7 separate regions of the Mus musculus genome follow, and regions 2, 3, 4, 5, 6 and 7 are each linked to region 1. A link is a contact called in public Hi-C and HiChIP or PLAC-seq data. All regions are on one chromosome and are shown on one strand. The core of a region is the stretch at or near the end of the contact, and the rest is flanking DNA. Distances in the headings are between cores, read along the strand shown.

The links. A called contact is a pair of places that touch in the nucleus more often than the background predicts. HiChIP or PLAC-seq counts read pairs in DNA pulled down with a chosen protein or histone mark.
Region 2: a contact with region 1 is called in an H3K4me3 HiChIP or PLAC-seq map of neural progenitor cells, with 20 read pairs. The contact joins the enhancer-like site here to the promoter of Etv1 in region 1. A contact is called at or near these places in 1 of 39 promoter capture datasets (neural stem cells), 4 of 115 datasets of contacts at active chromatin or transcription factors (astrocytes, embryonic basal ganglia, neural progenitor cells and 1 more) and 1 of 9 other capture datasets (pancreatic islet).
Region 3: a Hi-C map of stem cell-derived neural stem cells shows a contact between it and region 1, with 2.9 times the contacts expected there. The contact joins the enhancer-like site here to the promoter of Etv1 in region 1. A contact is called at or near these places in 10 of 39 promoter capture datasets (the 3T3-L1 cell line, 3T3-L1-derived adipocytes, cranial neural crest and 6 more), 8 of 484 Hi-C or Micro-C datasets (frontal cortex, gonadal supporting cells, neural progenitor cells and 3 more), 12 of 115 datasets of contacts at active chromatin or transcription factors (a beta-TC-6 cell line, bone marrow-derived macrophages, embryonic basal ganglia and 8 more) and 2 of 9 other capture datasets (adipose tissue and pancreatic islet).
Region 4: a contact with region 1 is called in a Hi-C map of the N1E-115 cell line, with 4 times the contacts expected there. The contact joins the enhancer-like site here to the promoter of Etv1 in region 1. A contact is called at or near these places in 1 of 39 promoter capture datasets (hippocampal neurons), 2 of 484 Hi-C or Micro-C datasets (the N1E-115 cell line and cerebral cortex), 5 of 115 datasets of contacts at active chromatin or transcription factors (astrocytes, embryonic forebrain, embryonic hindbrain and 2 more) and 2 of 9 other capture datasets (adipose tissue and pancreatic islet).
Region 5: an H3K27ac HiChIP or PLAC-seq map of stem cell-derived neural progenitor cells shows a contact between it and region 1, with 3 times the contacts expected there. The contact joins the enhancer-like site here to the promoter of Etv1 in region 1. A contact is called at or near these places in 1 of 484 Hi-C or Micro-C datasets (neural progenitor cells) and 4 of 115 datasets of contacts at active chromatin or transcription factors (astrocytes, bone marrow-derived macrophages, neural progenitor cells and 1 more).
Region 6: a Hi-C map of embryonic stem cells shows a contact between it and region 1, with 4 times the contacts expected there. The contact joins the enhancer-like site here to the promoter of Etv1 in region 1. A contact is called at or near these places in 1 of 39 promoter capture datasets (pre-B cells), 2 of 484 Hi-C or Micro-C datasets (both in embryonic stem cells), 1 of 115 datasets of contacts at active chromatin or transcription factors (bone marrow-derived macrophages) and 3 of 9 other capture datasets (adipose tissue, macrophages and pancreatic islet).
Region 7: a contact with region 1 is called in a Hi-C map of the N1E-115 cell line, with 4 times the contacts expected there. The contact joins the enhancer-like site here to the promoter of Etv1 in region 1. A contact is called at or near these places in 2 of 39 promoter capture datasets (the 3T3-L1 cell line and pre-B cells), 1 of 484 Hi-C or Micro-C datasets (the N1E-115 cell line), 2 of 115 datasets of contacts at active chromatin or transcription factors (bone marrow-derived macrophages and embryonic limb bud) and 4 of 9 other capture datasets (adipose tissue, liver, macrophages and 1 more).

Annotation. Positions count from the first base shown.
Region 1 is chr12:38,778,449-38,782,148 of GRCm38.p6, reverse strand. Etv1 (ets variant 1) reads right to left here and starts at 2,067. Exons shown (of 13, transcript NM_007960.5): 1 at 1,728-2,067; 2 at 1,170-1,301; 3 at 263-350. The coding sequence starts at 1,214.
Region 2 is chr12:38,302,580-38,306,279 of GRCm38.p6, reverse strand. All of the region lies in intron 20 of Dgkb (diacylglycerol kinase, beta), which reads right to left. Among named protein-coding and RNA genes, the nearest start is that of Gm52011, 64 kb to the left of the region's middle. Within about 2 kb of position 1,784, at least 17 of the 459 cell types and tissues checked have an H3K27ac peak or open chromatin away from gene starts, as enhancers often do. A contact at or near this core is called in embryonic basal ganglia, neural progenitor cells and neural stem cells, where this site is marked.
Region 3 is chr12:38,326,289-38,329,988 of GRCm38.p6, reverse strand. All of the region lies in intron 20 of Dgkb (diacylglycerol kinase, beta), which reads right to left. Among named protein-coding and RNA genes, the nearest start is that of Gm52011, 40 kb to the left of the region's middle. Within about 2 kb of position 2,003, at least 6 of the 459 cell types and tissues checked have an H3K27ac peak or open chromatin away from gene starts, as enhancers often do. A contact at or near this core is called in neural progenitor cells, neural stem cells, oligodendrocyte precursor cells and 2 more, where this site is marked.
Region 4 is chr12:38,380,600-38,384,299 of GRCm38.p6, reverse strand. All of the region lies in intron 21 of Dgkb (diacylglycerol kinase, beta), which reads right to left. Among named protein-coding and RNA genes, the nearest start is that of Gm52011, 14 kb to the right of the region's middle. Within about 2 kb of position 1,884, at least 1 of the 459 cell types and tissues checked has an H3K27ac peak or open chromatin away from gene starts, as enhancers often do. A contact at or near this core is called in the N1E-115 cell line, where this site is marked.
Region 5 is chr12:38,448,533-38,452,232 of GRCm38.p6, reverse strand. All of the region lies in intron 23 of Dgkb (diacylglycerol kinase, beta), which reads right to left. Among named protein-coding and RNA genes, the nearest start is that of Gm52011, 82 kb to the right of the region's middle. Within about 2 kb of position 1,777, at least 11 of the 459 cell types and tissues checked have an H3K27ac peak or open chromatin away from gene starts, as enhancers often do. A contact at or near this core is called in neural progenitor cells and stem cell-derived neural progenitor cells, where this site is marked.
Region 6 is chr12:39,092,994-39,096,693 of GRCm38.p6, reverse strand. The region is part of intron 2 of Gm34809 (a long non-coding RNA gene); the gene reads left to right. Among named protein-coding and RNA genes, the nearest start is that of Gm34809, 60 kb to the left of the region's middle. Within about 2 kb of position 1,678, at least 20 of the 459 cell types and tissues checked have an H3K27ac peak or open chromatin away from gene starts, as enhancers often do. A contact at or near this core is called in embryonic stem cells, where this site is marked.
Region 7 is chr12:39,072,712-39,076,411 of GRCm38.p6, reverse strand. Gm34809 (a long non-coding RNA gene) reads left to right here. Exons shown (of 3, transcript XR_381459.1): 3 at 1,630-1,947. Among named protein-coding and RNA genes, the nearest start is that of Gm34809, 80 kb to the left of the region's middle. Within about 2 kb of position 2,086, at least 12 of the 459 cell types and tissues checked have an H3K27ac peak or open chromatin away from gene starts, as enhancers often do. A contact at or near this core is called in the N1E-115 cell line and embryonic limb bud, where this site is marked.

The sequences.
Region 1 (3,700 bases), core at 818-3,317:
GAATTATCTGACAAATGGACAAGAAGGAACACAAAATACTGTTTAAAATAAGAAGGTCACTGCTACGTGTTTATTTTCCTCTCATTACTTTTGTGACAAGACCATAAAATAGTCTCCAAGGCAAACTCACTGTGTGAGTGGTTGCATGTTTCAGTCCATATTTCAATGTCTACTATTTTTTCGATGAGATTAAGATGTCCCCCTTTGGAGGGGAAAAAGTATCAGTGAAAAAAGAGGCGTTCAGCTCAGAATCAAACCTCACCTTCTGAATCATGAGCCAGATCTCTGTTAATGAATTTTCTTTTCCTGACATTTGTTGGTTTCTCGGTACAGTTTCTCCCACGCTGACTCTACAAAGGGAAAGATAAAATCCTTTAAAAGAATATAAACCTCAGATGTCACACGTTTAAAAAAAATGCATACATAACTTAAGCCTACTGGATCCTCTCTCTGAGTAGAAAAGAAAAAGTTCACAGGAGAACTCCAACACATATTGTCTGACTTTGACAGTGGAGGCTCAGGCTGAGAGTTCGGCAGGCAGTGAGGAGGGAGAGTTGCTTCCCAGAGCATGTCCTAACACTCCTGCTTATCCTCATTCTAGTTACATGTAATCTCAGCATCAAAACATTAAGCTAAAACGCTTAATGTTTTTCTTTTCTTTCTTTTTTTTTTTTTCTGAATCAACTCCAGATTAAAACAGCGAATTCCATTCTCTCAGACAGCACCCCCACCCGTAATAAGAGAAGCCAAAGGAAAACTGGGAAAAGTGAGAAAATGAGAGGGGAGGGGGAAGACCCCCCCCAAGACACCCCATGTAAACACAAAATTGTCAGCATTTGTCTCAACTTCGTTCTTTTCAATGTGGCAGATAAACCCAGCCACAAACTTTGAGTGCAGCTGTTGCTGCCCTCCGTCTCCTCTTGCACTCATCGTGGACATATTAACCAGAAGAAGAGGTCTTAAAACAAAACTATGCCTTATCCGAATCACTCAAAGGTAAGCTCATTTTGTAGATAGGGCTTCTAGAAGCAGAGTCGCCCTACAGTGGCAACAAAGCAGATAAAGTGTCTGCAGTCCCAACCCCCTGCCCCCTCCCTTCGCATCTCTCGCTCTCCCCACCCCCGTCCAAGTCAAGTTTATAAACAGCAACTTTCGAACTGATCACTCACGTTGGTGACCACGTAAGGCACTTGCTGGTCATAAAATCCATCCATTCTGCTCCTCTTCGCAAATATTAGCTCAGTGTTTTATATTTTGAGCATTTAGCTGGAGATTTCCTCGGGATCTGGACTTCTATCAACCTAGAGGGGAACAAGATGGCTTTTAGGCTTAAAAAAAAAAAAATCATGAATGAAGCTCTTGCATTTGCATAGCTAATTACCCTCGACAGCCCCATTCACAAAAATAACCCTCCCCTACGCCGCCTTCTTCACCTGGATCCAAAGAGAGCCAAGAGAGTTCACAATTTACATACTTTCGGTCGTATCAAAAATCCTAACAAGAGGCAATGTATTTATTTACACTCTGGATGCTCCCTGCTCGGTCAGTGTACCCCAGGCGGCTCTGATTCGCAAACGTGGGCAAAACTAGCAATGGCGATCAACGAGACTTGCTTTTCACCTAACGGGACTAAAGAGACGGAGCTACCTCTTTCATAAGAATAGTTTTTGCAACCCACAACCATGCAATTATCTGGAGAGACATAAAAAGTTGTTGGAAATACCCACCTGAAGGCCACGCTAGGCGAACGGCTGCAAAAAATTCCCTCCAAATTTAATAAAAACATTAATTATTGCCCAGCACTTCCCCTTGGAAGCCGAAAGCGCCTCTGACAGAGCTGAATTCGGTGGTTTTTCCTCTACTTCTCCTCCAGGGGCCTCCAATCCAAACTGATGGATCGCTGCCTCCCATTGGCTCCACGTCTCTTTCACAAGATCAGATTTCGGGCTGTCAATCAGGCAGCTTTCGGCCCCTTCCCTTGGGTCTCCTGCGCCCCTATGCCTTTGCGACCACTCTGGGAGAAGTCGCAGGGTCCGCACCCAGGAAAAGCCACCGAGGGAAACTACTTCCTTCCTAACTCGCTGTTTTTGTTAAAACCGGAGGGATACTGAAACCTAGTGTATCGAGTCAACCAGTTCTCATTCCTAGCGTTGTTTGGTCCATTATTATGTCCTTAAAGCACTGTCGTAGAGGTTGGGGTACAGATCGAGTGTCCACAATCCCTTTTCTCTACCTTTGACCCGGAGTCCACCCACCACACGCTCCAGCCTTGCTCCTCAGAAGCTTTCGGTCCAAGCTATTTTTTTTCTCCATTTTCAACACTGTAATAGGGCTTATAAGATTTTTTTTAATACATCTTCAACAAAAATGATCTCCTTTCGTCCGTTGGACATGAAAATATTGTAAGGAAAGCAAGCGGGAGAAGCTGCTTCTAAGGAGAGGTGGCGCTGGAAGAGAGGATCCGGAGGAGTACGTAGCAGAGTGGGCGAGGAAAGTATAAAAATCAGATTCATCCTGGAGAGTGCTGAGAGGGAAAAAAACCTCCAGTGGCCACAGAGGGGTGGGGGAGGACTTGGTAGTTCAGATGCCCCCCTCCCGCACCCCTCCCCCGTCCCCGCCGTTTCCGGAGCTTTTGTTATGTATACAGAGAGGCGGAGGGTGTCACTTACTGTACTTGAAGATTTCACTTCCTCCACCAAGAAGTGGGGGAAGAGCAGGGAGGGCTCGGGTTACAAGGACAATGATGGGACCTTTGGAAGCGAGAATCTCTCTGAAGCTGCCTGCCCACAGAGCTTAGTTCTGATGTGTCCCCTTTGCAGCCGCTGCCCTACCAAGAATTGGAAGCCAGGGAGGAGTGGGGCCGGGGCTTTACGGTGCTAAAAGTCACTTGAGACCCTGGCGGGGACCAGAGCTGGGGACTAAAGGACTTTTCCAGCAGCTGTTTAGCCCCGTTGAGCAATGTGCTGCAGTTCTCAATTTCTATTTGAAAGTTTCTTCCCTTAAATGGAACATGGTGGAAACATCAAAATGGGAGCGTGCGCGCCTGGTACTCCGGACCCGCCGAGAAAGAGCGTAGTTTATGACAAAACCACTCTGCGCTTCACCAAGGGAAAAGTGTAGTCTTCCAGGGCACACACAATGCTTGCCCCAAGCCTAGTCAGGGCGCCGCGCGCGTCCTCTTTGAGAGAGGACAGTATCAGAGCCCGGGCGAGGGGTGCGTTCGAACGCTACTAGACTTTGTGAGGGTGCAACCCGAAGAGGGGAGCACAGCGTGGGTAACCCGCCAGTCTGCAAACCCCAGACAAGGCGGTAACAGTTTCCAAAGCCTTTCTGTGAGGCCAGAGCGGGACAGGTATCCAGAGCAACCGGGAGAGGGCGGAGCTTCTCGAAAGGCCCCGGGAGCTTGTCCCTGAAGCCAATGAGGAACCGTGGATTTCCAGTCCATTGTTGTTTATTGCTGACCCCGCAGCGCTCCGCCAGCGGATTGGATGCTTTCGAGCAGGGGGCGTTGCCCATTCCCCCCCCCCCCCACTCCACCTTTCGGCTCCATTCACAAAATCCCAATCTCTCTGGGTCACGTGGTTGGGGGCGTGGCGGATCAAGGAGAAAAAAAATACATAACAAAGGCCCAAGTTCCTCAAACCACAAAAGTTTTTGTTGTTGTTGTTGTTGTTGTTGTTTTGCAGGTGCGCGCAGGTGT
Region 2 (3,700 bases), core at 535-3,034, 480 kb after region 1:
ACAAATGTCTCTAGAAAGAGAGAGGAAGAGAGAGAACTCTATGGCCTTAAGTGGTCATATATTTTGCATGTAGGATGGTAATAAATTTGGAGGGCAAGAGTGAGGTATTGCAAATTTATTGAATAGCATTTGTTACTCATTCTTTCTCTATTTAATCACATTGTCACACCAAACGAAGCAGAGTATATTATTCCTTTAAGTCTAGGCTTTACTAAAATAATTCATTAAAGTAACCTTTTGGGCCTTGCAGCTTTTATGTGTATCAATTAGATGCTAAATTTCACTTAAAAATTGCCCTCCAACTTATACCTCTCTCTCTCTCTGTCTCTCTCTCTCTCTCACACACACACACACACACAGAGAGAGAGAGAGACAGAGACAGAGACAGAGACAGAGACACAGAGAGAGAGAGAGAGAGAGACAGAGAAACACACAGAGAGAAACAGAGAAACAGAGAACACACTAGAGAGAGAATAGCCAAGGATACAGGTGCCAGACATGCTGGTGAAGAAACTATTTTGAGAATGAATTATCTAAATTTTAACTATTGGAAATTGTGTCCCTGATTCAAACAAATCAGAAACAAAATGAAAGCACTCAGAACATCAAGCTGAGTACTTTCCAATTCTTACCTTCTAAACTTTACAGAATAACATGGTCCCTTTAAATCATTACACAGCAGGTGATATGACTAAACAAGAAAACCCCAACTTTATTGCCATTTGGTATTCATCCAGGAATTTGAAATATTGTTGGAAATAGTATTTTTCTAGTCTTAAAATGTTATGTACAGATAACGAAAATTTGAATATACTTTACATAAATATAACAAGTGGTAATTTTAACCAGGTTGAAAATATGGTAAGATGATGAATTTCTCTTGTCTCGAGTTTTATAATTCCAGCTATAATTTCAAATAACCACAAACTTTGCTTGCTATTTATTTCATTTATTGAAACCCCAGGATATTTTCTTCCTTTGTATAAAATGAACAAAAATCACAGAGTACTGTTTCTTTGTCTCTCCTGGGAGTTTCTTCCTACCTTAACTCGAATCCACCCCAGTCCTTCCATCAGAAAGAAGTTTACATGCAGAAAACTGAAATCAACAGGTGCACCTTCATATTTGAAAGGCTCCATCTCTTCCGTTTTTGGCTTTTAACATTGACCTCACTAATTTACCAACTCAGTTCTTCCCCTCTGTCTATTCCAGTGGTTAAGTAAGATGTGCTTGCTACTGAACCACTTTGATATTATTCCTCATAATAGGACACACTTCTTAAAAATCTTATAGTTAATACTGAATAGTTGTTCACTCATCCTCTCCAGGTAATGATCCACCTTACCTAGAGACTGCTGAGGAGACTCTGAATTACAGCTTTCGTTTGCTGTTATCATCACATGCATGACTTAGATGCCCTTGATATATATTGCCATACAAATAATGATGCATATTTTGACTCATTTTAATTTATCACAAAGGAGCAACTATTGTACTTGCTGTCCCTATTAGAAAAGTTGCTTGTCGTGGTTAATGTGGGTAACAGTAGCTCTTAGACCTATTTGAAGCCTCTGCAATGAGGTTTAGACTCCACCTTCCACCTGCTTCTGGGTTCCAGTTGTCTCTAGTAAAGGCAATGCAGCCAGATCGCACTAGGGAGCAATGCTGCAGAGAGCCGGAGTGTGATTCAAGATCCTTGTCACATAGAATCATATGGGAGGAAATTAGAGAGCCAAGTCCTGTTAGAAAATGTTTGTAGAAGTCCCAAACAATGCTAACAGAGGCCTGATCTAGGCAGTGAGTGCCATTAGGAGTACAGAGCAGGGGACAGATGTGAGCTAAACTAGCTATTAAGAAGTTTCCCAAACTGCTTTCTATTAAAGTTGCCTTGGAAAATGAAAATGCACTGTTGTAAGCACTAAAACAAACACAACCAAAAAGATGTTTTCTTAACTGGGAAATTATGATGTGCAGTTATGTTGGTATCTAAATGCAAATTTTGCATGTAGGCTGCATTTATGGAGGAAACCGAAAACAACCACAATATACTATATCATAGCAAAAACAAAACAAACTAGCTGCACTTGGCATAGTAATGATAAGCCCTTTAAATTAAATCTTTATGCAGATTCTATTTTATGCTCCAAACTTTTCATGGAGCCTGTGTAATTCTGATGTGTAAACCAACAAATAGATATGCTGCGTGCATGGAGTACTGGTTTGGATACCAGCTGGCTTGGCTGCACGCCTTTCTAATGGTAATGAAGTCACACAGCTGCTAGGACAATCAGCTGGGCTTCAGATTATCACTAGCTAAATGGATATCCATTGACTGGCTTCTTATCCGGGACTCATTAAAGTTCAGTATTGACAAATGAAAAGTGGCTCAAGGTTTACAGTGGAGAAATATTTTGAATTGAACTTGTATTTTCCCCCTGGAGCTTCTTTTGTCTTGGTATTCAAAGGATATCATTCATCAACTTGGACTATGCGATTGTTAATGCGATATAAAATTCTAACCACTTCCTTACATAGATTTTTCATGACAGTAGTGTGATTTTGGAAGCTATCACCTTCAGAAACGTTCAGATATTTCTGTAAGTCTTCCCCAAATTTTCAAGTGTAAATGTCTTATGGCACTTCTAACTGTGTAATTAATTTCTAATATGTCTAATTCACAATGTGGTCTGTAAAAGTACAGTATTCCAATGATTAACCCTTTTCTGGGATCTCAGGATATTTTGAACTCAGGAATTTTTGATTGGGGAATAAAATACCAGACTTTCCCCAAACCAATGGTGGTGCACTCATTGATGTTCTGCATGATGTTGTTTCATTTAAGAACGCACAGGCACGTCTTGGTCTTGATATATAGAAAACAATGGGGCAAGAGGTTTAGAAAATTCTCTTATTTGAAAATCATTTTGTAATTGCTGATTTCGGGCTTTTCTTTGGAATAACACCCCATCTAGCTTCAAAACATTGATACGAAAATGGTTCGCAAATAAACTTTTCTGGGATTCTCTCATAACTACAGAGAAAGTTAAAAGACCTAGTCAATTTGTGGACTTAGGTAGGCCTTAATCTCTTTATATCTAGTGAGTAAAATCAGAGTGTCACTTTTACACATTCGTTCATTCATTCATTCATTCATTCAACAAAGTGTGTCATCGACTCTTGGAGGCCATGAGAATGTAGAAGTGGAGAGAATTCCTGTTCTGGATGTGATAATAGAAGGAATTTGGGGGACCCCTTCTCATCCAAAATTCTTGAATAGCAGCACTAAACCTCCCTTGTACTTTTCTACAGTTAAAGGAGAATGTTAGTGAAGGCCATCTGCTTTGGTGAAAGATGCTAACACTAGGTCTCCTGTTCTATATGTATTTTAGATCAAATGACCACTGCCTACTGATAACCAGTAGTTCACAAGTGGGACTGTCATTACGTGTCTGAAGTAGTGACATATTCATTCCTTTTGCCTTCTTTCCCATTCCACTTGTAGGCTGGACGATGCCAAGGTGATCATATAACATAAATGCTCTGCTGGAATCTGATGTTTGGGTGAGTTAAAGAGCAAAGGAATAAATATGACTCCACTGTGTTACAGAAGTGCGATGGAGGGGCTGATTTACTGTTGCTGCATAACATAGCCCAGTGCTTAATTAAAAAAAAAAACTGTATACAATTAAAACTTTTACTC
Region 3 (3,700 bases), core at 754-3,253, 450 kb after region 1:
AAGAAGAAATGGGGGAGTGATAGTTGTGATTTTATATCTTATAGAAATATAAATTAACAAACAAGATTATATATCAATTCATTCTTTAAAATATTATTGACAGGATGTTCTAAAATTAGATGTAAAGTCTAGAAGAGTATGACTACATAATCATGCCAAAACCTTTCAGTTGTCACATTTATATAAGAAATTGATTTCTAAATAAATTAGATATATTTTAATTCCTAGTTTTGGTTCCATGCTTAGATTCTTCTTAAAGGATCATATTCTGTCATAATGTCAAAGAGCAGTTGACCATGTTCCTAAATAAGAGTAAAAAAGGATGGCTTAAGTTGAAAAATTATGACATCAAGATGTTCTTGCTCCTTTGAGATTGATTGTGGGTAAAAGTACAATGAGAACCTGGTGATCTAAGAAAGCAGTGCAATAATTTGTTTCAGACTTTGCTCAGTATGCCCTGATGTGTAATTAATAACTGGTCATAACACACACAGCTTTCTGACCCATCTCCTATAATGGAGAAAACCAACAGAGCGAGGTCACCAAGACTTGGTGACAAATATAACTCATCTCTCAGATGCTAAATACTATGGTTCTGAAGCCTAATGGGTGCCACTTTCTTTTTGTTAGTCCAATTTCTCTTTAATAGAAGAATCTAACGGAGTGTGTGATATTGGTGGAGGACTGTGACTCAAGCTTTGGAGCATAGACTATTAAATCCAATATTAAGCAGCCTTATTATTTCAACTGAGGAGATATTTTCCCATTTTCAGCTACATATAATTAATCACTCAAATGAGAGACTAATATATTTACCAATCATTAATAGAAAAGAGCTTTTGTGATTGAATGACAACTTTGCTTCACACTGAAGACAAAAGGAAAAATAAAACTAACTCAAAAGAAGTAAAGAACTTGTGAATTTGAAAGAATCTTGAAAACACTAATCAAGGATTAAGAGCCTAATGAATGAAATGAAAAAGCTAATGTGTTTGCTCATACATAACAAAGCACAAGGACTAACAAGAGGGACCAAGAGCTGCAGATGGCAGAGTCCCTCTCTGCAAGACAGAGCAAGCTGCAGCTATTTATATACATTTTACACACTATCAATTGTCAAGTAATTGAGTTATTTTGCAAGAAAAAGGACACAACTGTATAGATAGAATAACATAGAAACATCACTTATAATAAAATTTACTCATAACATTCTCCACGAATTGATGTTTCTAATAAGCAATTTTGAAACAAAAATAGAACATGGACAATATGGTTCACTTATTTTTGGTCTAATAGCCTGCATATTTTGTAACAAGTATTATAAATACTCACTAATAAGTCAATGTAACATTAAGATTATGTATTTTTCTTATAGTGCTATACAATTATGCAGAAACTTAAAGCAAGCTATTGGTAGTATACATGTTCCTTGATCTGTAATTGTTTTTTAAAAAAGCATCAGTCTTAACTTTATTTCTACTAATACAAAATGAACTTGGAGTACCAGCTAGCTGTGTAAACCCAGCAGTTACACAAAGGCAAAGGAAAGAGACTCAATGCCTAAGAGAATGAAGAGCCAATACTTCTTGACAATTTGGAGAATACCATTGAAATATTTTTATTTGAATTATTTGTTTCTTCCAGTTATAGTTCACTTAGGATGATTTTCTTTAAAGTATATACTTTTGCAATAAAAATCTTGTCCTGAAAATATAAGATAAGCTAGGTAGGGAAAGAGAAAGGAAAAGAAATGGAAACCAAAGAACATTTAAATAGACAGGAATACATTTGAGGAAACTCCTTATGTAGAGCATTACCATGCCCACTAGCCAGTGATAAACTTAGTATTATCTCTATATCCAGGACACTCAGAAAATTGAAAAGGAGAGGGAAATAAAGCCCTGGTGCAACCCAGGCAAGCTTTTGCCCTTTCAATAGATTCCACCGCAAAGAGAGCTGGCCTTCTGAGTGTGGCATTGATACTGGACAATGACAGCAGGTGTTCATTTGAAGGAGAATTCAGACCAACTTTGCTAAGGATCCTGTCCCTCTGGCACAATTCCAAGGGGACTGAAGAAATACTGCTAGCTGTTGCCAACTTGCTTAACAGCCATTGTTTTAGAGACACTTAGGATTCTCTAATGAGAGATCACTTAAGAAAATTCAAAGAGAGCATTTTAATTTGACCCTTTCTACCTCTATGTATTGTCATTCCTAGGGAACAAAAAACAAATCAGCTTAACTTTCTAGGATACATAAACTGAATCGAGATCAGTCTTTCAGTTCTAGGCCCCATGCCTGTCAACAGATTGGTTTTTCACCTAGAGTTAAAGCCTCCATATTTTTAAAGAAAATATATCCACTCTGTTGCAGTGATGATTAAACACAGTGATTCCATACAACATAATTTATTTACAAAGGATGCTCATGTGGTTCATGAACATGCTAGAAATGTCCCTAAAAGTAAATTGGATTCAAAGCATGCTTAGTGTTGCCTAATTTTAATATATATATATATTAAATATATATTGCCTAATAATATATATATATTATTCCTTTAAGTTGTTTTTATATCCTTAACATAAAAAGTTTTATTTTATATTAATATAATTTAAGAAGAAAAATGAAATATATCAACTCTATTAAAGGAAAATAATGTAAGTTTCACAGTTTTATTTAAACTGTAGTTTTTGTGTGATTTTGAATAGATATAGTTACACCTATATAAGTGTATATAAAGTGAAAGAATTGCTCGTTATGAAAGAATCAGCTTCTAGTCATATCCATCACAACTATTCTTTCCTTTATGTTCTTCTACAGTATTAATTCTGTTCTTTTTTTATTACATATTTTCCTTAATTACATTTCCAATGCTATCCCAAAAGTCCCCCATACCCTCCCCCCCACTTCCCTACACACCCATTCCCATTTTTTTGGCCCTGGTGTTCCCCTGTACTGGGGCAGATAAAGTTTGTGTGTCCAATGGGCCTCTCTTTCCAGTGATGGCTGACTAGGCCATCTTTTGATACATATGCAGCTAGAGTCAAGAGCTCCAGGGTACTGGTTAGTTCATAATGTTGTTCCATCTATAGGGTTGCAGGTCCCTTTAGCTCCTTGGGTACTTTCTCTAGCTCCTCCATTGGGAGCCCTGTGATCCATCCAATAGCTGACTGTGAGCATCCATTTCTGTGTTTGCTAGGCCCCAGCATAGTCTCTCAAGAGACAGCTTAATATTGTAATTTGCCATAATTTGGTCAGTTCAGTGAAGCTGGTCGCATCCATGTCATTCTCTGTTACCATGTTACAGAAAAAGGTGACACTTATATGTGAGATAAGAATTATATGTAACTTAAATCCTGACATTTCATCACCTCCTTAACTTAACTCTGTCTGTGATGGGCCCTTTGGGAAAGTTATCACTCTAACCTGAGAGAAAGGAGCACGTTATTATGACTTCAATGAAACTGAACATGTTCTTGTAGTACTTGCATCATTGAAATTGGCACAAAAAATCACTTTGTAAGGATGACTATGGAAAATTATATATGATATGTCAAATACTGGAGTATGTAACTGAGGCTTATTGATAATCAAGTCTATAGGTAAAATGTCAGGGGTTGGTTACCAGACATAGCAGAGAGAATAATATAGAGCCTGTGACCATGAGAGGAAAAATATTCACCCCAAGGCAACTTTTGAT
Region 4 (3,700 bases), core at 635-3,134, 400 kb after region 1:
GGGAGAGAACTCGGGGTTTCCTGGTAGCCTGGAAAGCATTTTACCAACTGAAGTATCTCTCAAGATTCCAGACACTTATTTTTTTCTAAGTAGTTTTGTGATCAAGTCTACTAGATACAAAAGCATACAGATGAGGATACCATTGCATGCATTGATTTTTGCTTCTCTTGAGAACTCTAATGCAGATAGCATTTGTTGGAAGAAATTATATACCCTGATATCTTTCTCTTAAAAGCTAAATTCAGATCCTCTTCTTTGCTAACAAAGGCCTGGCAGAAGGGACTTCTTCTCTCTCCTTGTTTCATAATTACGTCCTGCTCCTAGAGAGCAATAACATTTTACTGGCAGATCCTATCTCTTCCCTCTAGTCCTGTGCAAGGAGGGGAGTAATTAATCCTCGTGCTTACTTGAGTTTGGTTTGGCTTTGGCACAGCTCGCTTTCCCTAGCAAACCATAATTGATTCTGAATAATTGATCAGTGACGGACATTCAATTTTCTTTATCTTCTCTTCCTCTCATTCTCCTGTGATATATATTTTCTTTGGGGAAACATTTTCCACTTTAAAATCAGCCCCAAATGCAAGCCCTTTTAGTGATCAAATCAATTTATGCTCCTTTCTGCCAATCTCGATCAACTCCCTGTGACTCCTATTGGAGAACTCTTAGGGAACCCTAATTAGGGTCCCACTCTATCCATTAGTTTTCAAAAAGGAAGTAAACTTCTCAAGTCAAGATGTCGGAAACTATTTACATGTAACTCCTCTGATATTTATCTTGCCCCTTCACTAGCATGTTCTCTTTCCCCTTTGACAAGGTCTGTTCTTGAAACAAGGAACCTTTCTGAGCTATAGAATCAAACTGACAGCCCTCTGAACTCATTGTCTGTGAATCTCATCTCAGCTGTGTTAACTCCCTCAAGATAGTTTTTTACTTTCCCTTTATATAAAGGCAAGCTCACTATAAGCCAGTGTCCCACCAACCACACTTTATTTCAGTCAATGAGCCAATAGATAAACCCTCCTACTAAAACACAGCTGAAAGTACCTACCTTTGAGGAAACTAGTTTTAGAAATTCAATAGACTTAGGTCACAGAGAAGTGGGAATGCTTAGAGAGATAGCTATTGACTAAGGGAGTGTGAAGAGATCCTTTCTACTTAAAATCACAGACAACTGAAGAGTCACTGAACAGAGTGAGTTAAGAACAGTTAGATATCTATATTCTCAGATACATCACACAAACATCTCAGCTGCCCCAGCTGGAAGTGTGTCTTGATGAAGCAATGTCAATCTTTCTCTTCTAACAGGAAACAGGGAATGCTACAATGACTTTCTCTTTACCAACTGCCATGCCATTTTCACCACAACCTTTTCATTCTGCTGGGAACAAAATACTCAGGCAGCAGCATATCTACAGGGGGACTTGTCCATGCTGCCAAAAGAAAAGTAGCATACACCAGTAAAAATGTTAAAAAAAAAAAAAAACAAAAACCCTTTTTACTCAATATTCAGCTTCATGCAGATGCATAAAATTAACATTTGTCAAATACTCTTCTGTGTCCTAGAAGGTAAGCCTTTGAAGAAAACAGAACTACAGCCCTATAAACATCCCAGCCCTTTATCCATTACTTCACCACAATTAGTAATATTTTCTCTTCTCAAGATCCTCACTATACCAAAGCTGCCATCTTCTGCTCTGATCTTATCTTAAAGTGCCTCATCATTCTGCATTCTGCAGAATTGCTCCTTCCTGCTCCCTTGCACATTCGGCTTTCCAGTAGCTGGTCCTTTTCAGTCTCTGTCATTCACTCTGTCTTTTCTTGTGACCACCGAACACCAGAGAGACCAAAGCTTCACTCTATAATCTTTCCTGGAATCATCTCACACATCTCTGAGACCAGAAGAACCACCAGAATCTGGTCCCTCCTCAGTTCATATCTAACATCTTAAATGTTGACAAGAGAACAGATTTAGACTTCACATACAATATAGAGTTAAAACCCAATTCTTGATTTCAAATTCACTTCATCCAGCTTTCAAAAACGAGTAATCCTAGTCATAATTGCAGACCTGGATAGCTAAGATAATACATATGCAAACAAATGTGGGAAATGCTTGCTATATGACCTTGTAAATATCATTAGGAATAACAAAATGATACTTTTGAAATACATTATCTTCAATTTATTAATTTTTAATAAGTTATGCTATTATGATTTCTGAAATAATTTACATTTTACAAGCTAGTCAATCTTTCTAAAATTATATTTCTAAATTATTAAGTTTGGATCATCATAGTAGTTTTGATAAGCTTATAGTAAGAAATATGAGGTTGTTTTTATGAAGGCTATTACCGGATTGTCTTTAGTAATTTTTTTCACTTACAAAGGAAAGATGCATCATAGGTTTAATATGTGTCTTTCCAGAGGCCAAGGATAACAGCAATAATCAAGGTAAATAAGGTTTCAGTCATCAAGGAGCTACAATCAAATTGGAGAACACAACATTCAGGGAATCAAGGGCTTCCGTGTATGGTAAGGTGTGGACAGGAGGGACCATTTGTAGGAGATAATCATTGGGATAAGATGTGAAAGGGAAGGAGTCTCTCTTGCCAAAATATAAATAAACAAAGATCACTGTAATCCAGAAGCACTTGGAAAGAGAAATTAAAGCAACAAACATTATACTGTCATTCAGGACTGGAGACAAACCCAAACTAGGACAGATGAAGCCTAATACAATTAGTCATCTCAGGAAGTCACCACTCTGTATTGCAGGCAGGAGCACCATTAGGGGAGATGTTGTTCTATACTGCTGTGTTCTAGAGGCAGAGTCACCCACCAGAAGATAGATTTTTTTTTGTTGGTGCCTTTAAGAGAAGTCAGATTATCCGAAGAGGTACAGTTTCTATTAGAGAAACTGTTGAAGAGAGAAAGAGGGGAAGGCACCTTCTTTCATGAGTATTGGTGAAAGAGTAACTACAAAGGCCACTGAAAACACTCCCCATACCTCAGCTAACTCTTTAGGAAAAGCAAAGAACAAATTTTTTTATCAGAGTCTGGTTGGCTCAAAATAATAGCTGAGGTTATTAACAGCTAACGTCTTAATACTTAGGTTAAATAATCTCAGTGTAAAATAAATTCAAATAAATTTAGAAATACATTTTTGGTCAACTATAGAAAAATACTATCTGGCCCTAGTACAAAGCATAGGGAAATCTGATGAAAACTGTAGATCTGTGTGCTGTCCTTGTCAAAATCACACTTCAAAACTATTTCCTCAAGCCTTACCTAGACTTTTTCAATGTTGGTTGCATGTGCAAAACCGGAAAGAAATGTCCACACTGTCCCTTCCTTGCAGCCCACCAAAGGTAAACCAACCTGCAAGTGTTTAGAATGAAGTAAACTGATTCTCTTTGAGACTATCTAATGCCAGGAGTACTGGGAGATTCACAAAGTGGGAGATGGGACAAAAAAAAAAAAATAAAGCTTTTACTTCCTGCTTTAAGCTAATTGACCTCTTGAACAATTGATTTAAGTGATGTGAGATATTGCCCATGGGGTCTGATCTGGACATATTCACTGGTTATATGAGGCACTCTCTTGGGCTACTCCTCTCTGAGTGCTTTACTAGAGGACCTGGGTTCAAAATAAATGTCTATTCTATATGATTTTGCTATAGAAGTTAGAACCAGGAAGACAA
Region 5 (3,700 bases), core at 528-3,027, 330 kb after region 1:
AAGAAAACACTTTAAGCGGAGTAGTCCAGGATGTGACTTCCGGCACGATGGAAGTAATTATCTCAAGACAAAACCCAGCTGCCCCTCTAGGCATATTGGTAGCCAGATTGCTTGCTCCTTCGTGTGAGTTCCTTGGAGAAAGCAAGAGCTTGCAGAATCACACCTAAAGTTAATAACCAGCCAGATCTGAACTACTTTTCTATGCACTTATCTTACTTCTCCTATTTTTCTTCCTTCTGCCTATAATCCTAGAGCCCTAGTATGTTTTTGGGAAGATAGTGTTTTGTGTGTTATTTCCCATGTCACTCAGTGTGGTATACTGAATAATACATTGCTGTCTGGTTCATTCTCACTCATGACTGATTGAACATTTCATGTGGGATGTAACAAATCCTGGTCTGCCGAGGCCTTGCAGAGATGGGCTTGCCGCTTAGCGTTCCAGACACATGCTGAAAGCATCACAGATTGACATTTTAAATTTTTTTCTTAATGACTTAAAGGATATTAAAAGCTATACTTGGATCTGACCATGGCTAACTCATTTCATAATACCAACATTTTCTGATATAAAATGATGCTTCCTAGGGCTCTTTCTAATTGGCCATATTTTATGTCCATGTGTTTTTAAAGTATGAAAGACTTCTAACCACAGTTCTGTAATCTTTTTCTAAATGAAAATCTAAAAATTAAATTGACTGGTATTGGAAGGGTTTTCTCTTACTCATATTCTAACTAGATATTCTGAAAATATAAACACTACAGATTTAGTGAGAAAATGTTTTTTATGTAGATTTTTTACTTAAAAAAATTAGGGCAGAAACAAGTTGACATTCTACAAATCTGAAGATAAGTACCATTAATTTAAATCATTTTGCAAATGAAGATTCTAGTGATTTTGTCGTTAATATGGTTTTGTAAAAATATGGTCACAATTGTGTTTCATTCACAAAAATACATTTTACAAATAGCAGCTAATTCCTTCATTAAATCAGAATAATATTACTACTTTCAGTATTAATGGTTAGCTTTGACATATTTAAAAAGGGTAGAAAATACTTAATAGACCTGTCTGCAATTCTGAAATGAACAACTCTTCGGGGAAATGGAATTGTTCAAAGATACATTTTCTCTCTGCCAATCTGTGAAATATAATATAATTATTCTCTTTTAATGAATCTCTCAATGAGGAGCAATTCTTCAGTGCCTGAACAGGTGAAATATAAGGATAATGGGAACAGCTTTGTAAATATAAGGATGAAATGAGATTGTTATTTTGTGCCTTGTTATGGAATAATTAGAGTAACAGTGTGGAATTCATCGGGAGGCATTTGAACCTTCTCAAAAAAGCTCCCTTGGGCCCGTTTAAATTAGTCATGTTTATCCATGGAGATTTTTAGCCTTATTTCAGATGTCTGCTACTTTATAACATTTGAGCCTCGATGCTTAGCTTAATCTGATTAATTGTTGATAATGGAAAGTCATCAAAAAGACTCTGTCTGAAACATCCATTTAAAAAGAAAACCTGATTTTATAAATGTATAGTGCTGGCTAAAGGGTGAACATTGAAACTGTTTTTATTAGTCAGCTTAGAGGAACTGTGAGCTTCATCTCTATCAATTTACACAAAAAAACGGAATGGGCTGGATACTGTCCAAGAAGCTACTATTCGTATGCTAATTAGATATTTAGAATAAAAGACTATATTCATGGAAACCAAATTCATGGCCATGGAACTCCAGTGGCAAGTTGCTTTGGTTAACCCGGGTTTGTTATTGAAAGATTAGTAGATGGTAGGATTTGACTCATGCAAGAAACAGGCTTCTTTGTTCTCTGGGAGACACTCCAGTGAGTTATGTAAGTGCACGGAAGGAGAACCAAGTGTTAGACAGTGTCCATTTAATCATAACAACAGAAATGATTGGAAACAAATCTATAATTAAGAGAAAAGTTCAAAATCCCTCCAGTATTGAAATCTTCAAGGGAGATAGATGCCCTTCCACAAGTAAATTGAAGTTTACTTCTGACTTGAGTTCCAGATGTCCCTCGGCAGTATTTTTTTTTTATCTTGATGGAAAGCAAAGTGAACTCCTTAAAATAGGAGGAAATCTTAATCTCAACCTAGGTCCACTCTTAATAAAGTCACCCCATGGCTTTGTGACCCCTTTCCATGTTTACAATGTTAAAAATGCCTTTCTAATTTGTTGTCATCAATCTCTCCCAGACCCTTGATAATAGGACAAGTCATTATAAGTAATCCAAAGGGCATTTATTACTGCAGCTGCAAATTATCTATCACTCTGAACGGATAAGGTTGCCCCAGCACTGTCGATGGAGGAAGCCCAAACGGTGGCTTCATATGTGGACTATGAAACTTCACAAGACTCCTATGTACACATAAACATTCTACATGCCCCCCTTTTTAAATTTGATATTTTCTTTATTTACATTTCAAATGTTATTGCCTTTCCTAGTTTTCCCTCCGAAAATCCCCTATTCCCTCCCCCCTCCTCCTGCTCTCCAACCCACCACTCTCATTCCCAGTCCTGCATTCCCCTATACTGGGGAATAGAACCTTCACAGAACCTAAGGCCTCTCCTCCCATTGATGACTGACTAGGCCATCTTCAGCTACATATACAGCTAGAGCTACATGTCCCAATATGTGTTTTCTTTGATTGGTGGTTTAGTTCCAAGGAGCTCTGGGGGTAATTGTTAGTTCATATTGATATTCCTACTATGGGGCTTCACATTTTAATGCACTCTCTACAGGTTGCTAATTAATCACTACTTATATACTTCTTGCTATTTTAACTTGATACATACACACATTGTGTGCCTGCACACACCCACATATCTATATATCTATATACATGATTTCAGTTACTGCAAAACTGAAGTTTAGTTACAATCACACACACTCATAATCTGGATAAAATCTTGACATTATTTTTAGCAGACTTAGGACTGTATAGATGTCACAGGGGAAAAGATACTAGTTTTGTTACTGGTACCATACACCATCATCATCTGTACAAGGTAGCATGTTAAAAACATTTATATTTTCCATCTTTTTTGAAGGTACAATTAAAATCAGTGGCCAGGAATAAAGAAGGGCTTTAGGCAGTGTTCAGTACTTTGCAATGTAAGTATTTTGCTGCAGGAATCAGGTGAGAGGTTTGCTATGAATCTCAAATAAGGGCCACAAAGAGAAAAATCTCTTTCAGTCTTCTCAGGATCCTGCTATATTGATTGCTAAGGTACAAATTTGTTTGTTTTTTCAAAACGAAATTGCTACCAAAATTTTATTTTGTTCAGTTTTCCTTGACTTATTTGTCCTACTATTGCTAACATTCACTTAAGACTGTTTTGAAGTTCTGTTCAGTCTTCCATATCTACATGAATATGTATACATACACAAACACACATGCATATATATGCATCATTGAAATATATCATAGTGTTATCACTTTAAGATGCCCAGATATGTTATAGAATCTTACATTTCAAATTTTGTATTTGGGTAGCTTTATTAAGTATGTGATATATATATATGTAAAATCAGTGATGTTCTCTGGGATGGCTCTTCTCAGAATAAAAACACTTGAGTTGATTTCCAGAATCCACACAGAACAAAATAAAGCCAGGAGTGGTGTTGCCCGTTTGAAATCCTACTGTCACAAAGACAAATGTAAAAGAATTCC
Region 6 (3,700 bases), core at 429-2,928, 310 kb before region 1:
CTATGTAATGACGACTCAATTGACATTATACTTCATCCAAAGACAGGTTGTTGTATGTGGATGCTTCCCTTTATTTGTTCTGCTTGTTTAAGAGCGTTCATGAAACATTTTAGGGGTAAAACTGAGGTTGAAGTCTGACTCAACACCATATATAGGTTAAAATAGACTTATCTTTTAAGTGAGTCTCACATCAACTTATTATCTGTTTTCAGTTGTGATAAGTATGCCAAAATGTTGAAATTTCTGTTTTTTTATCAAAGAGTAACATATAGAATGCATATGAGTATTTACAGGTAGAGTGTTGATGGTACTATAGCACAGATTATTTACAAAATTAGATTATATCTATCTATCTAGCTAGCTAGCTATATGTCTATATGTCTTTATATCTCTATATCTCTATATCTCTATATCTAGCTCTATATCTATATATCTTGTATAGGGTTATTCTTCATGGATAAGTTAATTTCCAAACATCACAGGCCTTTAAAATCTATAGTCATCAAACCATCATTCTATAATTTTGTCTGCTACATGCCACCAATCTTTTAGAATAATTTTCAACCAAGAGTTCATACTGTAGAATGTGTACTTTAAAGTGTTTTAATATATTTTTTCATTATTGCTATGTATGTTTTTAACTCTTAAATAATTATGTTTTTGTTCTTAAATAAATTTAAATGAATTTAACAACATTCTAAACAATAAATTGCAAACAAAAATATAAATTAAAATTATAAGTATGTGGATCTCTGTAAAACAATTTAATATATAATATAAATTTATGTCATTTAAACCATGGATCAACAAACTGTCTATGAAGGGCCAAATATCAAATAAACTAGTGTGGGGTACACACATTTTATATAAGAATTGTTTTTGCTGTTTTAGGAGGGAAAGAGATACTACAAAAAATAAATGTTACATGCCAATAAAACTTTATTTACAAAACAAACAGCAAGCTAAATGTGGTTTATAGATTATTGATTTTAGAGCTCCAATGTATGTTAGCTATACTGTTCTTTGTGAATCCGTGCTTTCCTGGAATTCTGGTAATGTATGTTAATGTTTAGCTAGCCCTTATATTGAAGGTAGTATCTTTTGCAGACTCATACATATGGTGAATTTCTGCTAAAAGGTTTAGAACAACAAAGAGAAATAAAGAAATCATGCAGTTGAGAAAATGACACAGTGTAGTTTGTTGCTTAATTGCCATTTCAATTTTTCCACCAAGTGTTTTCACAAATAGATTAGTAAAAGTTGGTGTAGATGGATGATGAAGGCTTAGAAAATCTTAAACTATGACCATTTTAATACTAATGACATTGTTATATTTATTAAAATGTATTTGTGGGTGAGAGGGTATTTATTTCTAGGTGGGCAGATGTAACAATGGATAGTAGCATTTATTTTGTCAGCATGAGGACCCCAATTTGAATCCTCAGTGAGGAGGTAAAATTAAGACCCGCGTTCATGCTGGTAATCTTGAGGAAGTCAGTCCAGCACAGTTGGAAAATTCTACCAGACCCCTTCCCTCCTGGAAGAGAAAAGTCTTGGGGCACTTAAGCACTTAGGTGCCCCTCCTCTCCGGAAGGGAAGGGAGAGGCTTAATTACATTCCTCAGACCACAACAAGGGGGAGGTGGGGTGGGGAGGGGACTGACCATTTGCCACCTGGGGTGGGGGAGGCCCAGAACATGTAAACACATTCCTTAGGGTCGAAGGAATGAGCTTTGGCCACCTACAGACAAGGGAAGTCCTTGCCATTCCCTAAAGAGCAATCAGTTTAAAAGTCACCCTATTCTGCCAATCTCATTGTGCCTAATGGCTGCTGCTCTGAAAACTGTATAAAACCCCCTGAATGGATTGTGTGTGGCCGTTCTCTCTCCTTTGTGTGCCTGGAGACCCCAGTATGCTAGAACAATAAAATTTTTCTTGCTTTTGCTCCTTCCCCAATTCTGTGTTGTTCACTCAGGGGTCTCCAGTAAGTTAAGCTCACCAGAGTCTTAGAGTCTCAACAGTGAGCTGAGACAGGCAAATCTTGAGATCTCAGTGGCCAGCCAACCCTCGCTCAAATGAAGAGGTTTTCAGAAATGCCACTTTTATTCCCTCAGGTGAAGTGATGAGGTGAGAACCTTACCCAAGCTGTACAACTATGTAGCTTGGGCTGAGCCAGAGCATTTCTGTCTTTCTTGTAACTATTCCTAGGCCTAGGATGGAAATGTCTAACCTCCTTACAATCGAAAATTCCAAGCTGACTGATTAAATCCAGTTTCTCTCAGCTTCTGACTGAATTACCTGGCCTTATACTAACATTGGTAATATGTTCTACTCTTCCTCTCATTCTCTGGCTCATTCAGGTTCTGTCTTCACATGTGTCTAGATCGTTCCCTCTATAGCCTGTCTCTGTAAAACTGTCCCAGGAAAACTATCAAATACACAAAGCACACCCAATCTCTCTCTTGCTGCTCTTAAGTAGCTTCTCTTTCTTGTGCTGTTCTGTGTGTGCAGGGGATAGCCTATCTCTGGCTTATTCTACCAAAACTTTCTCTGATTTATCCCTATGTATTTCAGTTACATATCAATATCAAACGTGGCTGCTGCTTCTACAAACTTAACATTACCTTCATTGTTAGAGATCAAAGATGTGTACTAAGGGTGTGTTTATAGTTTAGCCAAATCATACTGTAATCGTGGGCATCTCTGCATTCCAGCCGGATCATATAGACCTAGAAGGTCTTTGTAGATGATTGCCAGAGCAGCCAAATCGCTGGATTATAATTTCTCTACAGAAATTATCAATGGAAAATAGACTACCAACTTTACAGGGAACAGACATGTGAGGGGTTTAGAAAAGGTAGTTAGAATGGACTGAAGGGAGAAAAAGGAAAAAGTGATAAAACTCTATTTCAATTAAAAACATATTATTTTCTATGAAAAATATAGTATAACACAAAAATAATAAACTATTGAATCTGAAATTTGAAAGTAGAAATGCTTTTCATTATACTTAGAAAAACTAGAGTTTTTAAGACAACATTAGAGGTAAAAAGAGATGCTTTCTACATGAAGACTATATAACTATTATTAGCTAAATGGGTATTACAATTTGACTACCACTTAAAGGCATATATATAAATACATTTACATATATGCGTATATATATATAACATGTAACATTTTAAGATTATTAAAGAGGTGAGTTTTTAAGGGAACTACATATATTAATTTAATGAGGAATAGAGTTACAATGAATTTTTCTTGCTTTTCCATCTATCTAGCTTTTCCAAAGTCCACACACAAGTATATTGCTTTATTATACATTTTATGCACACACACACACACACACACACACACACACACACACACACACATTAGATATTTTCATATAATGTGTTCTGATTATGGTTTCCCCTACCTCTATACCTCCCTGCTTTTCCCTACATCGTTTCTCATCCACATCCAACTTCTTTCTGTTTATTGGAAAACAAGCAGGCTTCTAAGGGATGATATAGAATAAAACAATATTCAATATAATAAGATAAAATAATTTAACATAAAACAAAAACGAAGACATTGTAATAGGACAAAACAAACAGAAGAGAAAGAACTCAATAAAAGACACAAAAAACATGAACAGATGTAGAGAACCACTAGATTAGACCTTCAAGAATCCTCCCTGCCCCACCCTCCAAAAACAA
Region 7 (3,700 bases), core at 837-3,336, 290 kb before region 1:
ATAAAATAAAATGAAGCCAATTGATTTCTAACTGGCAGAATGTAGTTGAGCTTCTAGTTCTCAACCTGGAGAGATTTTGTTTCCCCAAGAAAGATCTGGCAATATCTGAAGGCTGTTCTTGTTTGTCACAGCTGGGGAAGAAGCCTGTTGATGTCTACTGGATAGAGATCAAGGATGTTTCTAAAAATGTCCTCCTATGTCAATATCCCTTATGTTCCACTGCAGGGAATTACCATCCCAAACAGCAATAGAAGCAGATATGAGAAGCCCTGAGTTAGAGGAATCAAGCTCCAATTTAATTTCCTCAATTTATAGAGTTCCCTTTGATTTTAATGATAAAATCATGATGTCAGGTTATGGGAAAAAGAATATTTTCCAATGCATTGCCATAATCATGAGTAAAGGAGAGAACTTTCAAAGTTTTATAAGAGGGCCAGATTACTAAGAATGTGAGTATAAAAAGTTATATAAGAAATAGTCCTACTGCTTGATATTTTCCATAACACTGAAATGTGAAAATGTTTTATAGATAAGATATTCAATATTTTGACTATGTAGTAAACTTTCTGGCATGTGCTTAGCATTTAACTTTTTCTCATGTGATTATCAAATAAGTTGATGAAGTGCTTGGCAAAAGAAAAAAAAAAGACTTCATTTTCCTAGGTGAGTCTAGGATTTCAGTGGTAGATTAAAGCAGTATGTTGATGCAAATTAATATTAGAGAGTAAAATATGTATAGCCTCATAAATTCTATTAAATGTCATTAATAAATGCACACTTGTACTTTCCTATGTTACAACCATTTATACTCATCTGTTAATTCTCACAGCCAACAGAAAGTGAGAAAGAGTCATAGAAGTTCAGTAATTTCAAATGACCCTGAGGGAAACACGACTTTAAAATCCTATGAAAGAAACCAAGATGACTAGGAATTTTATCTGCTAAGAGGCAACAAGGCTTGGAAAATGGCCCAGTTGGTGAAACTCGTGTCCAATAGGATCTTCTACTTTCCAGTCTCTCACAGGAAACATTGTCTTGGGTCTTGAGAACTATAAGCACATATTGTAGTGTGTCAGTGCACACATGGAGTGCCTGTTTGCCTCATCAGGGCAACCAGAATTAGGGCAGCTGCTACTTCCGGTCTCTGATGTACAGATCCTATTTTAAAGGCCTGCCTGATTGAATCAAGTCTTGCAACAAATGACTTAGCACAAATCAACTGATTATGAAGCTTAACTGTAGATGATAAATATCTCTACTTCTGTCCTACACTCTAACCACTCAGGGGATATCTGTTATACTTACAGTCCCAAGGCATGAATGACCAATCACTGGGGACTCAACTGACTACATGGAGGAACTTTCAAGGAAGAATATATCTATTGAAGACCCAAAAGGAGGATAAAACATAATCAAGTAACTTAGGCTGCAACTTAGTAACTTAATTACTATTTAATTATAACGAATTTCCTTAATTAAGAAACAGCACAAAGACATAAAGATCTCAAAGCCAGCAGTCTCTTGTGTCCCTTGTGTTACATGGTGCATTTGGAAAGGAAGGCAGAGCTGTGTCATTTACAATGATGGTTTTAGCCTATTGATTTAAAAATATCGTGCTTCTCTTTACAGCAGGAAGTATGAGATCATTGCTGCAGCTCAGGTTCGCATGCCTTGATAGAGGACTGGCCTCCACACCAGGTACGGAGTGCATGCTGCATCTTTAAATTATTTATATTTCAGAGGAAAGAGTATGTTGCGTGATTTATGGACTCGTGGTTAAATCCCACTCTGCCACACTAGCTGCTAGAAGACAACTGGAGCTTCCTTCTGTACCCTGATGCATCTTTTCAACCGTAAGATCCTGATGTAGCCTTCAAAGTGACCACGCAAAGCAGAAGGTCCTCGGGAGAACTAGACTAACAGATCCAAGATTCAAATCTCTGTGGACAAGGATGTACATTGGGAAACAAGAAATCATTTTATACCGAGGAACTTTCTATTACAAAGGGCCGTGGGCTGTGGGAGGCATACAAGGTTGACGTTTCTGGCTATCTTATCCATAGATTGAACAAAAAGGCCAGAAGATAAGGTCAATCGGATGTGTGGTTGTGCAGAGTGACTTAGAAGGCAATGCCTGGGACAGCAGACCAATTCAATTCATTTCCCCTTGTGGAGATCCATGAAGTCCCAATTCTTAATTATCTAGTCTTTTGTGCATTTAAAAAAAAATGGCCAATAAAATGTCAGCCAAGAAACACACCGTTCATTCCTTTCAGGTTTATTTTAAACCTATTGCACTTGGGCTACAGCTAAATCAATTTTTCATGAATATCTACCCTGGTAGATTGCACCTCAAGCCAGTTCAGATCCCCAGAGAATTTTAAAGAAGAGATTTATCAACTAACAAGTAACACCTCGGGAGAAAGAAACAGGGTTTTAATTGCGTCGTGCGCTTGGTAATTGCAGGCAGGCACCTTCTTGAGGCGCTCACTGCCAGGCGGAGTGCGACTCCACTTGGCCCTGCCTAATTAATCCTGTGATACAAACCTTCTGGCTTCAATTTTCACATTTCTGTCTCTTTTTAGAGGTGATAATAAAACTAAAAATTTATGTTGGTTACTGTATGAGTATAACTGTGCCAGCGGAACACAAATAAAACCATATGGGCTAAGGAGCCCTGGCCTGCCCAGGACTGCCTTCCCAGTGGCAGGAGGCCCAGGGGCAAGCTTTGTGCTAACAAGGAAAGGTAAGGAAATTCATGGGCAGGGTGGAAGAGCAGCTCACCCCTCCTTGTGAGTTTGCTCTATTAAGATGACTCATTGAAACATATGCCTGTTTTATTGACAAAAAAAAAAATTCTCAAAATAGATGCGCACGCTCTGAAATCGCAATGGCTCAGTGACTATGGATCACTACGCTGTACTAAAGCGTTTAATGAGAGACAAATTGGGCAGCTTAGCCTTTAAAGAAGCTGTCAAAGTGACAAGTGTGGGGTCTATTATCTTAATAGCTTACATATTAAGCCTCGAATAACACATCAGTTAAAACATCATCTAGGGTACCACCAGTGTCCCTCCAGGAGCTGTGACCCGCATCTTGGGCTGGCTCTGCTATTAACACAGTTCAAACTTTTGTTGTTGCAGGGACTTTGATTTGTATCACTAAATGGCATATAAAAATGATACATAGATGAGATGACAGTAAATGTAGTCTGTCACTAAAATATACATTGTCCCAGGGAATATTAGTCCTGATTGAGATAGGACATTTATATTGTTCAAAACAATATATGAAACAAGCATGCTGTCGAACTTACAGTCGAGAGCAGGGATTTTTCTGCATAATTTTTGTTTTTCTAACTGCCAGCTACACACACTCACACACACACACACACACACACACACACACACACACACACACACATGCATGCACACACACGCACACACTCACACACAATTACTACATGAGTAAACTACTGAAAGGACCCCTGTTCCGTGCTTCACATACAGAGCTCACACGCTGTCAATAAAAAAGAAATTCCTTTTTTTCTACATGTACTTCACATTCCCATGGGCTGCATTATTTTCCCCTTTCAGTTTTACTTCCATTTAATCTGTGGTTATTTGTGTAGTTTCTACTATTTCTGACAATTTTTTAAAAATATGGGAGCCATCTGGTGGTCAACAATTATATTTGTTTC